2 separate regions of the Hordeum vulgare genome follow, and region 1 is linked to region 2. A link is a contact called in public Hi-C data. All regions are on one chromosome and are shown on one strand. Each heading gives the region's core, a stretch centred on a gene start, on an enhancer-like site or on the middle of the called end of the contact. The rest is flanking DNA. Distances are from core to core; before and after follow the strand shown.

Region 1 (6,904 bases), core at 1,165-3,664, 690 kb before region 2:
TACTTCTATGCATTTGTTGTTAAATAAATGGTTTATACTTGTGAGTATCCCATATTAACCCATTTAATACTATGCACTCGAAGGTGTAAATGTGCAATAAATAAGATTTCAAAGTATTTCGTCATCTCATATCAAAATTTTCTAAGAACAATTCATACTAGCCTAGCACCAAGAGAACAGATTATAAGAAGTGAACATATCTTATAAAATTTGATCTAAAGTTGCCTTACATATACATATGTAAAATGATGATCAGGTATATCAAAATACGTATGTGTTTTTTCTTAAACTTTGCATCTCACGAGATAGCTGCTGAAAAAGGCAGAAGTCTAATCTTCCCCTAATAGATGCCATTTTGTAAGTGGCAATATAATTTCTTACTAACTAAACAATAGCTTCATGGCTATTATCACACCTCGAGATGTGAAATCGACATACAATATATGAATCGAAAGTGAAAAGTTACCATGTACCCGAAACTTTTAGCACATGCTTTGTATTTAACACACTAATAGGTCTCATAAAATTTCAATAAATACATATTTTGATGAACCACTTCTGTAAACAGATTCACCTATACCCTGGTCGTCTAACCAAATAGTTTCCACTCCTACGTGCAGAAACATGCTTACTCAATAATAAAGCCCATTTGCATAGCCTGGATGAATCAAATCAAATTCTCTCTAGCCTCGACGAGATAGATGTATATTGGTATCCCCTTCCATCCACTATGCTCTCTTGGTTCATGATTAATCTAACAATAGGATGGGGTACCACTCATCTGAATATACACGTGAGCAAAGCAAACAATCATATGATGATCAAGTAATAATTGATTGGTTAAGAACATAACTAAAGGCAAGAAGAGTGCAATTTTGAAAAAATAGATAACTGCAAGATAATGAAGCTTGCATTTCTACTACACCATATGAGAAAAAGTTCGACAACCATGAAATCCCGAATCTGAAACAAATGCGTGCCCGAAACTTACATGTGGTAGTTTACTTTGGCATCGAGTGAAACTAGCCTTGATATCAAGTAACTAAACATAGGATGTGCGTTGAAACTTAGGCCTGCGATCTCAATATCAATGGTACATGGAGGTGAGCCATGTTGGTGTAGCCATTCGGTGAGAAATAGGAGGCATGATGACGCAGAAGTGGAACACATCGAGCAGAGCAAAGACGACAGGGAGGGGTGTTGATGGTGTAGGGAAAGTACGATGCCGAGCAATAGTGGAGCCAAAGGCAAGGACACACTGACAACCACGTCGCTGTAGCTGTGCCATATTGCCAACCCACTAACTTGATGGGTCTCTCTCTCTCTCTCCCTCGGTTACCTAGGAGCTTTGTCGATAGCCTTGCCATCATGCACATCGTTATCTGAGGCCTTTACACAAATATAATGCCTCTATGAAGCCCTGTGCTTCTACTCTTCTACATACACTAGAACTGTACCACAGTTAACCCAAGTAGAGTGAAGAGACATTTAAATATCTAAATTTACCTTGGGGTAGATGGTTGATGATCTCGTGAAGGAACCACTGCTATCCGAGGACGGTGGTGCGCCTATCACGAGTGTACATGGGGTTGTTGAAGTCTTGAGTATGGTGACATGTGCGAGCTCCTCCTACAACACGTGCATGGTGACCTCATTGATCTTGACGTGTCGGACATGACCTTGGCCACAGCGGGAACATCATCACTACCGTCCACGAGATGCGCACAACAGAGTGATGGGTACGAGATGTTGAGGAATCGGTGGTGGAAACGAGGGTGGGGTCGCGCTGGTGGTGAACATTCTTCAAATACATACCAGTATTTTTTAGTATATGATGGATATTTTTAGAATAGACTAAATATTTTCTTATTATGCGATGATATTTTTGTTATAATACATTACACATTTTTTAATATGTGTACACTAAAAAAAGTTCACCATATATTAGAAAAATGTTCTAAGTATATCAAATTATATTGATCATATAATTATAAAATTTCATGGTATTCTATATAAATTTTAGTGTATATAATAAAAGTATTTATTGTATACTAAAAATATATTCAATATGTTTATTAAAAATGTTCACCAGATACTGATAAAGTTCAGTATGAGTTTTAAATTATTTTTTTCGTATATTAGAAATAATTAACCTTATAGGAAAAGAAAATGAGCTAAATAAAACAAATAGAAGATAAACAAAAAATCATAAAAAGAGAAAAATAAACAATTAAAAACGAAGAAAAATACCAAAACAGAACAGCCATTACGTGGGCCAGCACGCCTGGAGTAGTCTTCGGCGAAGCGTCAAATAGGGCGTTAGATAGGAGTTTTTGATCTAGGCGGGTCCAGCAAGGATCAGGTCCAGGATGCCAACCAAACAAGTTTTAAACCTAACTTAGATCGTTGTTCTCTGAGTCGGACTATAAAACACAGGAGGTCCTATGCACCGCTCATTGCGGCACCGTGTCAATCATTCACACTGAGACGAACCAACTGGCGATCGAAATGGACTGGCCCAATTGTGTGAGAACTCACAAGTTACAACGTCCGGTTTATGGACCCTTCTAGAAGGTACCTAACTAGTTTTGGGAACCTTCTATAAAGATCTTAAACTAGTATATATACGGTTTCTTCTGTTTCTTTTTTTTGTTTTTTAAATTTATTAATTCATTTTGTTTCTTTTCTAGTTTATTTCTTTTTCTTTTTTCGATTCCTTTTCTCCTTTTCTTTTTCAGTTTTTATGCTATTTATTTTATTTACTTATTCTTCTGCTTCTTGTTCTTCAGAATTAACAAAAAGATCAAAATTTTGGAAAATGTTCAGAAGTTACAAAAATGTGCAGTTTTTGAAAAAAAAAGAATTATTTTGAGAATGACACTATTTTTTCATTTCGACCATTCTTTTGGAAACGTTCATCTTTTCAAAAAATGTACCTTTTTGCAAACAGGAACATTTTTTGAAAAGTTGTGCAGTTGTTTAATATGAGATTTTTTTGGAAACACGAACATTTCTGAAAAGTTGTGAATAAATATTCAAGCGGGAACATTAATTGAAGCTATGTACAGTTTTTGAAACTGAATTTTTTTTAAACTTCCATACATTTTTTGAGAATGAAAAAACCTTTTTTAGAAAATGAAGAACATTTTCTAAAATCCCCGAACATTTTTAAATCATGAATATTTTCAGTATTGGTGAAGAAAATTTGAACAAGTTTTCCATTTGTGAACAATTTAAAAAACAAAAGATTTTTGGTAAAACAAGATTTTTTTATACAAACGTGAAGACAGTAACATTCTGACCCAGCTTATTTTTTATTTGAAATAATTCTAGTAAATGTTTTTCTATTTTTTACAATTCTAGAACATTTTTTTCAACTGCCAGAATATTTTCCAACTTCTGGAACATTTTCTAAATTACGGAAAATTTTATCCAAAAATACGAAATATTTATATAAGAAATTCAGATTTCTTTTCTAAAATTCCAGAGCATTTTTTTTCCAAATTCCTGAACATTGTTCAAAAATCTGGAACATTTTATCAAATTCGGAACATTTTTCCAAATTCCGGCAGATTATGTAAAATGCGAAAACATTTTATTAAATTCCGAAACAATTTTTAAAATTACGGAACAATTTTCAAATTGCGGAAACATTTTTCAAAATCCGGAACATTTTCTAAATTCTAGAACATTATTTTAAATACCTGAACTTTTTTTATATTCTGGAGGGGTTTTCATATTTCTGAACATTTTTCAAATTTCGGAATTATTTCTCAAATTCTGGAAGATTTTCTTAAATTCCGGAACATTTTTTGAAACTCCAAAACTTTTTGTAATATCCTGGAACATTTTTTTGAAAATCCGGAATATTTTTTCAAATTCCAGAACATTTTTCCAATTTTGGAACATTTGTTTTCAAATTGGGAACATTTTTTTAAAATCCAGAACATTTTTGAAACAGAAAAAGAAAAATAAAAATAAAAAAGAAAACAAAAAACAAAAAAAATCAGTTGAGGGAATCTTTTAGAAAGTTCCGAAAACCGTAAAAAATGGCTGGGAAAATCTAGAATGTTTCCAAAACAGATTAAAAACCAGCTGAAAATCTCTGGAAGGTTTCTAAAACCGGAATCGTGCAACAGATGAATAGGCCGGCCCAACTTCTCTTCGATCAGCAGCCTGTGCGAAACGTCGACAATTTAACACAATATGCGTCCAATAGGACCTCCCGTAAGACACCTCATCACAACTTGGAAAAGAAGTCCGAATCCGTATCCATTTTAGGTTGACGCCGCAATCGCCTATATATCTACAGAGCAGTCCCAGTTGCCCAACGCGATAGTGAGATCATCAGTTGACGCGATGAAGCACGCGAGGGATGAAGCATCAACGAGCAGAACGGCTAACAAACGGACGAGGAACCAACACGCCCCGGCGCCGCTGCCGCTGCCGCTGCCGCTGTTACCGGATGAGATCCTAACCGAGGTCTTCGCTCGCCTGCCAGCCAAGTCGGTCGGCCGCTTCCGCTGCATGTCAAGATGCTGGAACACGACGCTCTCGTCGCGCTCCTTCGCGGACCTCCACCTGGAGAGAGCCAACAAGCATCAGTCCGGCCCACCGAGGCTGTTCTTCACGGTGGCGCAGTACCATTTCTACTCGTGGCACCACGGCGGAGCGGTGGAGCAGCTGACCGGTGTCCTCCCTCTCCCGCGACTAGCGCCAGACTGCGCTGTCCAGGTGCTCACCAAGCCCTGCCATGGCCTCGTCCTCCTCCGACGCTGGCCTTACCACGGGCACTACGTGTGCAATCCATCCACGGGCGCGCTCGTGCTTCTTCCCGACAGCGGTATACCGCACAACCTGATGGCGCATCGCGGAGGCACCGTGTCCTACGGCCTGGGTTACGTCTCAACTACCAAGGAACACAAGGTGGTACGGCTGTTCTACCGGACTCGACGAGATGTGTCCTTCACGACTTGCGAGGTCTTGTCGCTTAACGCGTCCACGCACTGGCGGCCAGCCAACGGACGGCCCCCGTCGTGCACCTTGCGGGAAGAGTCCACCGCTGCCGTCTTCTTCAATGGATACCTGCACTTTGTTCAGCAGGAAGGTCGATGCACGATCATCACTTTCGACGTCCGCGATGAGGTTTTCAGCTCATTGTTGCCGCCGCTCGGCCTAGAGAATGCTCTGTTCCAGGTCGAGCTGACAGTACTGGATGGATGCTTGTGCCTTCACTATGGAGAAGATCCTCTCAAAGACGGCCATTACCTTATCTGGCGGCTCAAGTGCTACGATGGAGGCGGGCAATGGGAGCAGCTCTGTTGCATCCAACGACAAGCTTGGCCCGAGGCTCTGCTGCGGTCAAACTGTCTCTCTCCACTTGAAATATACAGTGGGGATAACGGACACAAGAAGATTATGTTTGCTACAGCTGCGTCGACGGTGTTCATAGTGGACATTGAAGGTGGTGGTGGAAGAGAACCGGAGATTCTACTATCGGCGCCGCCGCCGCCGGTGAAGATGGATAAGGCCATCATGGATAGCTTCATTAAGCACAAACCCCCTTATACCGTTGGTCTGTTGGAAGAGAGCCTCGTGTGCGTCGGCCGCACCCACGAGGAAATTATCTTCTCGTCGCCGTCAACAAAGGCTTGGTCAGATATCCTCAAATGGTTGCCCACACGCTCTATTGTTGCATTCACGTGCGTGTGCAGAGATTGGCGCGCAATCATTGAAAGTAATCGATTCATGCGTTTGCATAACCTCCATGCTAACCTCGGCAAAAGCCCTAGGGTCATGCTCTTGGACGCCTTCTTTGGTGGGGGGTTGTACTCTCTCGAAGGTTGTGGAAGGGAGCTACCCCAACTGCATGCATACTTGTTTCACGGTAAACGGTCAAGAGCGGTTTGTTCCAAACCTTGTCACGGTCTTGTTGGAGGCAGCTGCCTTAACATGATGGGCAATTCCTTGGATTTCATATGCAATCCTGCCACGGAGTACTACAAGTACTTAGATACATATGTCGGTGAAGAAGATGATTCTTTTCTAGCAGGCAGGTTCGGACTGGGATATGACTCAAAGACCAACAAGCATGTACATGTGCGTTTTGCCTACATGGAGAGGAACCTAAGCACTCGGGATTACCAGCTGCAATGCTACATCCAGTTCACAGATGCCGAAATATGGAGCGCAGTCAACACTCCACCAAGGCCGGTGGCTGACATGCAGCCCGCCTATGCCGACGGTAAGCTCTACTGGATGGTAGATCCTAATCTTGGAAAAGATCCCTCAAGGTGTGAGATATTGGCCTTCGATGTCGGCACGAAGGAATTTGAGGTAATGCAAGGGCCATCTCAATGCAACCGCGATCAAATCACATCCATCGTCGAGCTCCAAGGACGCATTTGCATCCTATGTTCAGATAAGACCATGAACGCCATTGACATATGGAGCGCGGAAGACAACTTTTGGTCTATGGGGTGCCGGATAGAGCTTGGGGACAACTCACCGGAGTTTTCCTCGGATGAGGCAACTTTATTGGATGTTGATTCCAAGGATGGTAGACTGCTTATCAGCACAGGCAAGGCGTTAGGGCATTACGACCATAGGGCTGGTACATTGGAGACCATTCATCATCTTGAGGAGGGCGAACATGGTATGAGGTTCCTTCCAGTACTCTGCCATGAGAGCTTGATCTGTGACAATATTCGACATGTAGGGAGAACAAAATTCTCTCTTAGTTCGTAAGTATATATAGGTGATGTGTTCGACACTGACACAATTTCTGATAGTCACTTTTCGTACATATGTGTTAGTAGAGAAGTATGATTTATCATCACATTATTTAACACAGTTATGATTAAGATTCCAATAATTATGTTTTGTAGTTTAAGATTTTAGTGAG
Region 2 (7,224 bases), core at 1,944-4,443:
AAAGCAAAACAAAGAGGTTACGTGAATTGATCAATTGACTGTTATCTTATTTCACTCATGGGATAGAGAATGTGGGATTAGATGACAAACTGAAGGTGGTGTACCATTCTCTGTCTCTACAACAATACAATCTTACATTCAATACATTCATTCATCACCAAACAAATCCACACAAAACAAAATTTCTTGTCGATGCTTGGCACACGGTTGGAGGCATGGGGAGGGAATCTTACCAGATGATGAGTTCCTGTCGGAGGAGGGGATACGATGAGGGAAGCAAGGGTTAGGCGCCTCTATCTGGCCATAAGGAGTCGCCGTTGCCGCGCCATAACCTCGGAGTTCCCCGTGTGAGCCATGAACGCCCGCCTCCACCTGCAAGTACTTCGCTCCGCCGCGCCGCCGCCGTTCTGCATCGAGCAGACGCATCATCCCCAGTCACTGTAGCTATCGCGTTGATTTGATCCAGAAGCTGTGCTCGAGCGCCGAAAAGGGGGCAGCAAGCGGGCAGAGGTACGGCCGCAGAGGCGGGTGGGTTGAGATCGACAACAGTGGTGGTTGAGGTCGGCCGCGGCGGCGAGTGGTGTGGCAGTGGCCTGGGCACAGGCCAGGGTGGATCAGGGTCGACGCGATGCGCTCGAGCGCCGCAACGGGGGCAGTGAGCGGCGAGAGGTACGGCCGCGGAGGCGGGTGGGTTGAGATCCGCAGCGGTGGCGGTTGAGGTCGGTCGCGACGGCGAGTGGTGTGGCGGCGGCCTGGGCACAGGCCAGGGTGGCCCAGGGTATAATTTTTGCAGCGAATCGTTTTTCTTTTACGTTGCAGATAAATGATGGAGCGCGGGTTGAATAACAAAAATTATAGGGACTTTTTTATAAAAATACCACGGTGGGTTTTCCTACGGAAGCAAAAGGGCCCGTGCGTTGCAACAGGAGAAAATAATTATAATCTTCAAGGATGCTGATCATATTACGTCCTTCAAATTTTAGGACATTTCTTAAAATGCATGAACATTTTTTGAATTAGCAAACATTTTTTTCAATTGCATTCAAAAAAATAATACCCAAACTTTTTTCTCAAAATCATGGACTTTTATTGTTTTCACCAACATTGTTCTCAAAATTATGAACATTTTTCTGAATATGAGAATACTTTTACAAATATCCCGAGCATTTTTTGAATTCACAAACATTCTATGTTTTCTTCAAAATTCTATTTCAAAATTCTCAGTTTTATAAGTTGGAAAAAAATTTCAAAAGTCGATATTATTTAAATTTTAAAAAATAGAACAGAAAATGAAAATAAAAAATGAGACTAAAAACAGAGGAACGAACTGTTTTTAAGATTTTTACACGGACTTTTGTTTAAAATTATTGAATTTTTTCATTTTACACACATTTTCTAAAAATTTAAACATTTTTTTGTATATGCAAACATTTTCAAAACTCCTGAGTAGTTTTTGAATTCTTAAAAAAATATGTTTTTAATATTTTATTTCAAAATTCTCAGTTTCTTAAATTTAAGAAAAGTTATTTGAAGTTCTAAATTATTTGAAGTAGAAAAAAATGGAAGTGAAAAGTAAAATAAAAAAGTAAACTAAAAGAACAGGTGGCCACGCATGGGCGAGCCCAAATAGGTGTGTTGCATCTTTTTCCAATGCCGAGTGCGTAATATAGGAGGTGCCTACATGGGCCGGCCCAGTCCGAAGATTTTACTGTTTGAAACGTTTTCTATGACTTATAAGTGGCAATTGTGGATAATTTTCATCAACTTTATGAGCAATGTTAATGACGAATGACAGAAGCACGAATTGCTTTGTTAGTAGGTAAAGATAAGTATTCATGCGGAGCAACGGGTCCATACATTAATCTTGTCCAACGTACTCCCTTTGTTTCTAAATATAAATTATTTTAGAGGTTTTCACTAGCGGGCTATATATAGATGTACACGAACATATTTTAAAGTGTATATTCATTCATTTTGTTCCATATGTAGTCCCTGACTGAAATTTCTAAAAAGACTCATGTTTAAAAAGGGAGGGAGTATATCTTACACCCATTATTTTCATGATCTTCGTAAGATTTTATTTATTTGAGCACAGGTAGAGGAAAACAAGAAAAGTTTTGTTTTAGTTAAGATTTTTGTAGCATTTTAATTGATTTAGTATAGGTAGAAGAGGGCAATAAAATTGCTTTAGTTAAGATTATGTTAAGATCTTGTTGAGTTAATGCAAAACGTGGATTTGGGAAAGTAATAATTGGATTTAAATTATTCTAGGTTACTCTGTTTACTTTTTTTATTTCATGCTGCATCATTTGAGATTTACCACAAAAAACAATAGGAAATCAAAGGGGAAGGAGGCGTGGGGTGAAAAATCATAGGAAAAGGTGAGGCGAATCTACCAACTCCACTTTAATAATACTAGCAAAATGACCCGTGCGTTGCAACGGAAGAAAAATAATTATAATCTCCAATGATGCTGATCATATTATGTCTTTAAAATTTTAGGACATTTCTTAAAATGCATGAACATTTTTTGAATTAGCAAACATTTTCTTTTCAATTGCACTCAAAAAATAACACACAATTTTTTTCAAAATGGACTTTTCTTGTTTTCACCAACATTGTTCTCAAAATTATGAACATTTTTCTGAATATGCGAATATTTTTACAAAAATCATGAGCATTTTTTGAATTCACAAACATTTTATATTTTCTTCACACTTTTATTTCAAAATTCCCAGTTTTATAAATTGCAAAAGTTTTTCAAAGTTCTCAATTATTTAAACTAAAAATGGAACAGAAAAATGAAAATAAAAAATGAGAATAAAAATAGAGGCACAAACTGTTTTTAAGATTTTTACACGGACTTTTGTTTAAAATCGTTGACTTTTTTATTTTATGGACATTTTCTCAAAGATTAAACATTTCATATATGCAAACATTTTTCAAAACTCCCGAGTAGTTTTTGAATTCACAAAAAAATATGTTTTTTTGAATATTTAATTTCGAAATTCTCAGTTTCTTAAAATTGAGAAAAGTTGTTCGAAGTTCTAAATTATTTAAAGTAGAAAAACAAAATGGAACTGAAAATAAAAATAAAAAAACTAAATAAAAAAACAGGCGCCCACGCATGGGCCGGCGCAAACAGGTGTGCTGCATCTTTTTTCAACCCCTAGAGCGTAATATAAGAGGTGCCTACATGGGCCGGCCCAGTTTGGAAATTTTTCTGTTTAAAACGTTTTTTATGACTTATAGGTGGCATTGGTGGATAATTTTAGTCAACTTTAAGGACAATTTGGATGACGTATGGAAGAAACACTATTTGCTTTATTAATAGATAAGATAAGATAAGATACACACAATTGACACATATAACTTTCCCGCCAAGACCCTCGGTAAATATTATTTGCCGTGTACCAGCGGGAAATAGTCTATCCGTGGCCTGCACTCGGGGCGAGGTGGGCCGCACTCATTCCAGGTTTTCTCTACGGGGTCGTTGCTATTTTCGTTGCTGGTTTGTTATTTTGTTTTTTTCTCCGTTCATCATTTTAAGTTTTTTTTTCTTCTATGTGTTTGTTTTTTGTTTCGATTTTTTATTTTCCTATTTTCCTATTATCTTCTTTTGGATTTGTTTCTTCTCTCATTGTTTCACTGCTTTCGAACATTTTTTTTCTTATAAAATTTGCAATGTATGGTGAATATTTTTACTAATATATGGTGAACCTTTTCAAATACACACCAAACCATTTTTTAGTATATGGTGGATACTAAAAGATACATTAAATATTTCGAGTATATGATGCATTTATTTGGTATGTACGTTAAACCGTTTTAAATATGTGTATATTTAAAAACGTTCACAATGTATTAGAAAAGTGTCTGTGTGTATTAAAAAAATGTCATCATATAATTCGAAAAGTTCATTCTCTGTTAGAAAATGTTTGGTGTATATAATAAAAATAGTCATTGTATATTCAACAATTATTCCGAATGTATTTCAAAAAAGTACAGTGTACACTAATGAAGTTCAGTGTGAATTTGAGGGAATGTTCACCGTATATTTAAAAAAAACACCATATGTTACAAAAACCTATCGAAAAATAATTTTTTCAAAATGAAAACGCAGAAGAATAAAAAATCTTAAGAAGGAAAAAAAAAGAAAAAACCCAAAACGTAATGTTTGGAGTAACGTTGTTGACATCATATAGGAGTACCTTATCTAGGAGGGGCTAAGGACATGTGTATCAGTCCCAGGATGCCACCCAAACATGTTCTAATTAGAAAAGTCATTTTCAAATTTGTGAAGATTTTTCCTAAAATTGATGAACTCTATTCGAAGAATCTATGAATTATTTTCAAACCTGCATACATATTTTTTATTCCACAAAGTTTTGAAATACTAAAAAATCACTCTGGTTTTTTTCTCACCGAACCAATTCTGTGTTGCGGCTTGTCCGAAAAAGCGAGTGATCAAGATGGGGGGTAGTTGGGCCAGCCCATTTGCGCGTGCACGTGAGCACAAACTACGGTTGCTAGCACGCCGATTAGGAGCTATCGAGACCGATCCTCAAAAAAAAGAGAGGAAAAGAGCTCCTGAGACGAAGTCTGCTTTCTGTTTTTTTGGGGGGCAAGGAGAGCTAATAAATGTATGGTTAAATATGCAAGCCTCCTCCCTTTATTATTAGATGAAGATGTGTATACCCTGTGTTTCTAGGCACACCAGTTGAGGAGCTCCTATCTATAGCATTATGTGATAAAAGGAATCACGACACACAACTTGATTGGTTGACCAATTCATGGCGCTGAGCTAAAAATCACAAAATATTGTGTGCTTGAAGAGGTACTCGAACACCTGACTTCTTCATATTAGGGGCGCGCTCCTAGCCATTGTAACCAATGAACAATGATGTGTTTTTTAAAACTATAAGCAATGGCATATTCGAACATTGTTTGGAAATTTTGAACATATATTAAAAAATGAATAGTTTTTGAAATAAGAATATTTTTCAAAATTATCAATACATTGAAAAAACTCATTTTTTATTTTTTGGGGACAATGAGCTAGCCCAAATAGAGCTCCTAGTCATCGCCTGATTGTACGGTTAGTTGCGAAATTGTTGAGGACCTGGACGACGCCTCGGGTATGTATCACTACTACTCCCTCCATCTCAGTTTATAAGTCCGGCACGTGTATCTAGATCATTAATTTGACCATCTTCATGATAAGCATATATTACAAAAAATATATCATTAAAAATTTTTAAATGATATATTTTCTAATCATATAATTTTTATATTAAATAATAGATTTTATATAAGTTAAATTAACGACCTAGGTACACGTGCGTGCCTTTTAAACTGTGACGGAGGTAGTAGCTAAAAAAAGCTATAATTGAGAGCTCCTAGTCCCGATGCATGTGGGCCGGACCAAGAACACGAGCTGGATGCACACTCGCCCACTCAAGCGTCTCTCCTTTACTCTCCTTAGCTTAGTTGACCGTTGACTAATTGACTGTCCTAAAACATTATGAGCATGGATATTCATGAAGCTGAAAAGAGTTAGTTGGTTTGAAAAATAGTTCATGAGTCTGAAAAAGATAGTGGATTAAAATAACTAGGGGTTTAAAAACAATTGCATGAATTCGGAAAATATTCATGGGTTTACAAAAAGGTTTATATATTATTTTAAATTGTGGAATAAAAAAAGGTCAAAAGTTTGAAAAACATTAACAAATTCAAAGCACTTCATTTATTTTAAATTCATCTATGGATTTAAAAAATGGCCATGGCTTAAAAAATTGTTCACAAAATTTAAAAGCTTGTGGATTCTTTTTCTTGGGGGAATTTGGAACAAATATCATGAATTTCAAAAAATGTTCATAGATTCAGAAAAAGTTTCACATGTTTGATAAAATTCATGCATAGGAAAAATGTTTGTCATTTGAAAAACTCTGCGAATTTGAAAGAAGTTTGTTGATTTTGAAATCAATTCTATGGGTTTGAAAAATTAATCATGAATTTTTAAAAAGCTCACATATTTGAAAAACTTTGCAGATTTTGGAAAAACATTTCATTCATTTGAAAACACGTACCAATTCAAAAAAAGTCACCAATTTAAAATAGAAAAGCTCCTAAATTTAAACGTGAAGAGGAAAACAAAATAAAACTTATTTAAGAAAATGTCAGCTAAAATCGGACCGAAAAAGAAAAACCAGCCTAAAAACCGCCAAAAAAAAGGCTAGACGTACACTCTTAAGCGGGCCAGCCCATTCGGTCGCGGGTGTGCGTGTCCTGTACGATTTGGCCTCTATTTGGCGCTATTTGGCGCTTGAAGTTAATTCTAGCGCTTGAAGTTAATTCTCCATGCAATGTAATGAGGGCATGCATCAATCTTGGCTACATAAATATTACACCCACTATTTTCATGATTTTGATAAAATTTACTTTTATTTGATCATGGGGGAAGGCGGGAAAAGTTTGGATTTACTCCCTCCGTTCCTAAATATAAGTCTTTTTAGAAGTTTCACTAGGGGACTACATACGGATGTATATAGACATACTTTAGAATGTATATTCACTCATTTTGCTTCGTATGTAGTCTCTTAGTGAAATTTCTTAAAAAGATTTATATTTAGGAACGGAGGGAGTAGTTGAGATTTTGTTAAGATTTTATTGAGTTAATGTAGGGCGTGATTTTGGAAAAGTACTTATTTAATTCAGATTATTCCAAGTTACCATATTTACGATATTTTTTTGTGCGGCATCCGTTGATATTACCGCAAAATTCAACATAATATCAAAGGGGGAGGGGTGTGGGGAGAAAACCAATGGAGGAGGTGACGCCAACCTACCAACTTCCCTTTAACTAGCAGAACGCTCGTGCATTGCTGCGAACTACAATGCATATAAATGAATGAAACAACTGACTAAAGTCATGAGTTTCAATGAATTATGTTGGTTAATCTCTAATTGTGTATAATATACTTCTATGTAGAATCATCAATCTTTTCCTCCTTCACCTCCTCAACCCCATCGAAATCCACTCCTGATATCCTCACGATGGAGCACCTAAATTGCAAGCCTTTACACCTCCATCCTGATAGCCTACAAGTGCACAAGGTTTAGTTGTAGCCTTTTTAAAGTAAGAGTATCGATCCCATGAGGAGCACAAGAATCAGACTTTTGCCTCTTGTAGAGAATTATCTAACTTTGTGCCTACAGATAACT

Evidence for each region. Hi-C and Micro-C count contacts between places; a contact is called where the count stands out from the background.
Region 1: a Hi-C map of leaf shows a contact between it and region 2, with 5 times the contacts expected there. The contact joins two enhancer-like sites. A contact is called at or near these places in 2 of 6 Hi-C or Micro-C datasets (leaf and seedling).

The regions. Positions count from the first base shown.
Region 1 is chr2H:185,096,756-185,103,659 of MorexV3_pseudomolecules_assembly, reverse strand. No RefSeq gene overlaps it. Among protein-coding and RNA genes, the nearest start is that of LOC123425760, 170 kb to the right of the region's middle. Within about 2 kb of position 2,414, at least 3 of the 3 cell types and tissues checked have open chromatin away from gene starts, as enhancers often do. A contact at or near this core is called in leaf, where this site is marked.
Region 2 is chr2H:184,410,215-184,417,438 of MorexV3_pseudomolecules_assembly, reverse strand. No RefSeq gene overlaps it. Among protein-coding and RNA genes, the nearest start is that of LOC123429891, 400 kb to the right of the region's middle. Within about 2 kb of position 3,193, at least 1 of the 3 cell types and tissues checked has open chromatin away from gene starts, as enhancers often do. A contact at or near this core is called in leaf, where this site is marked.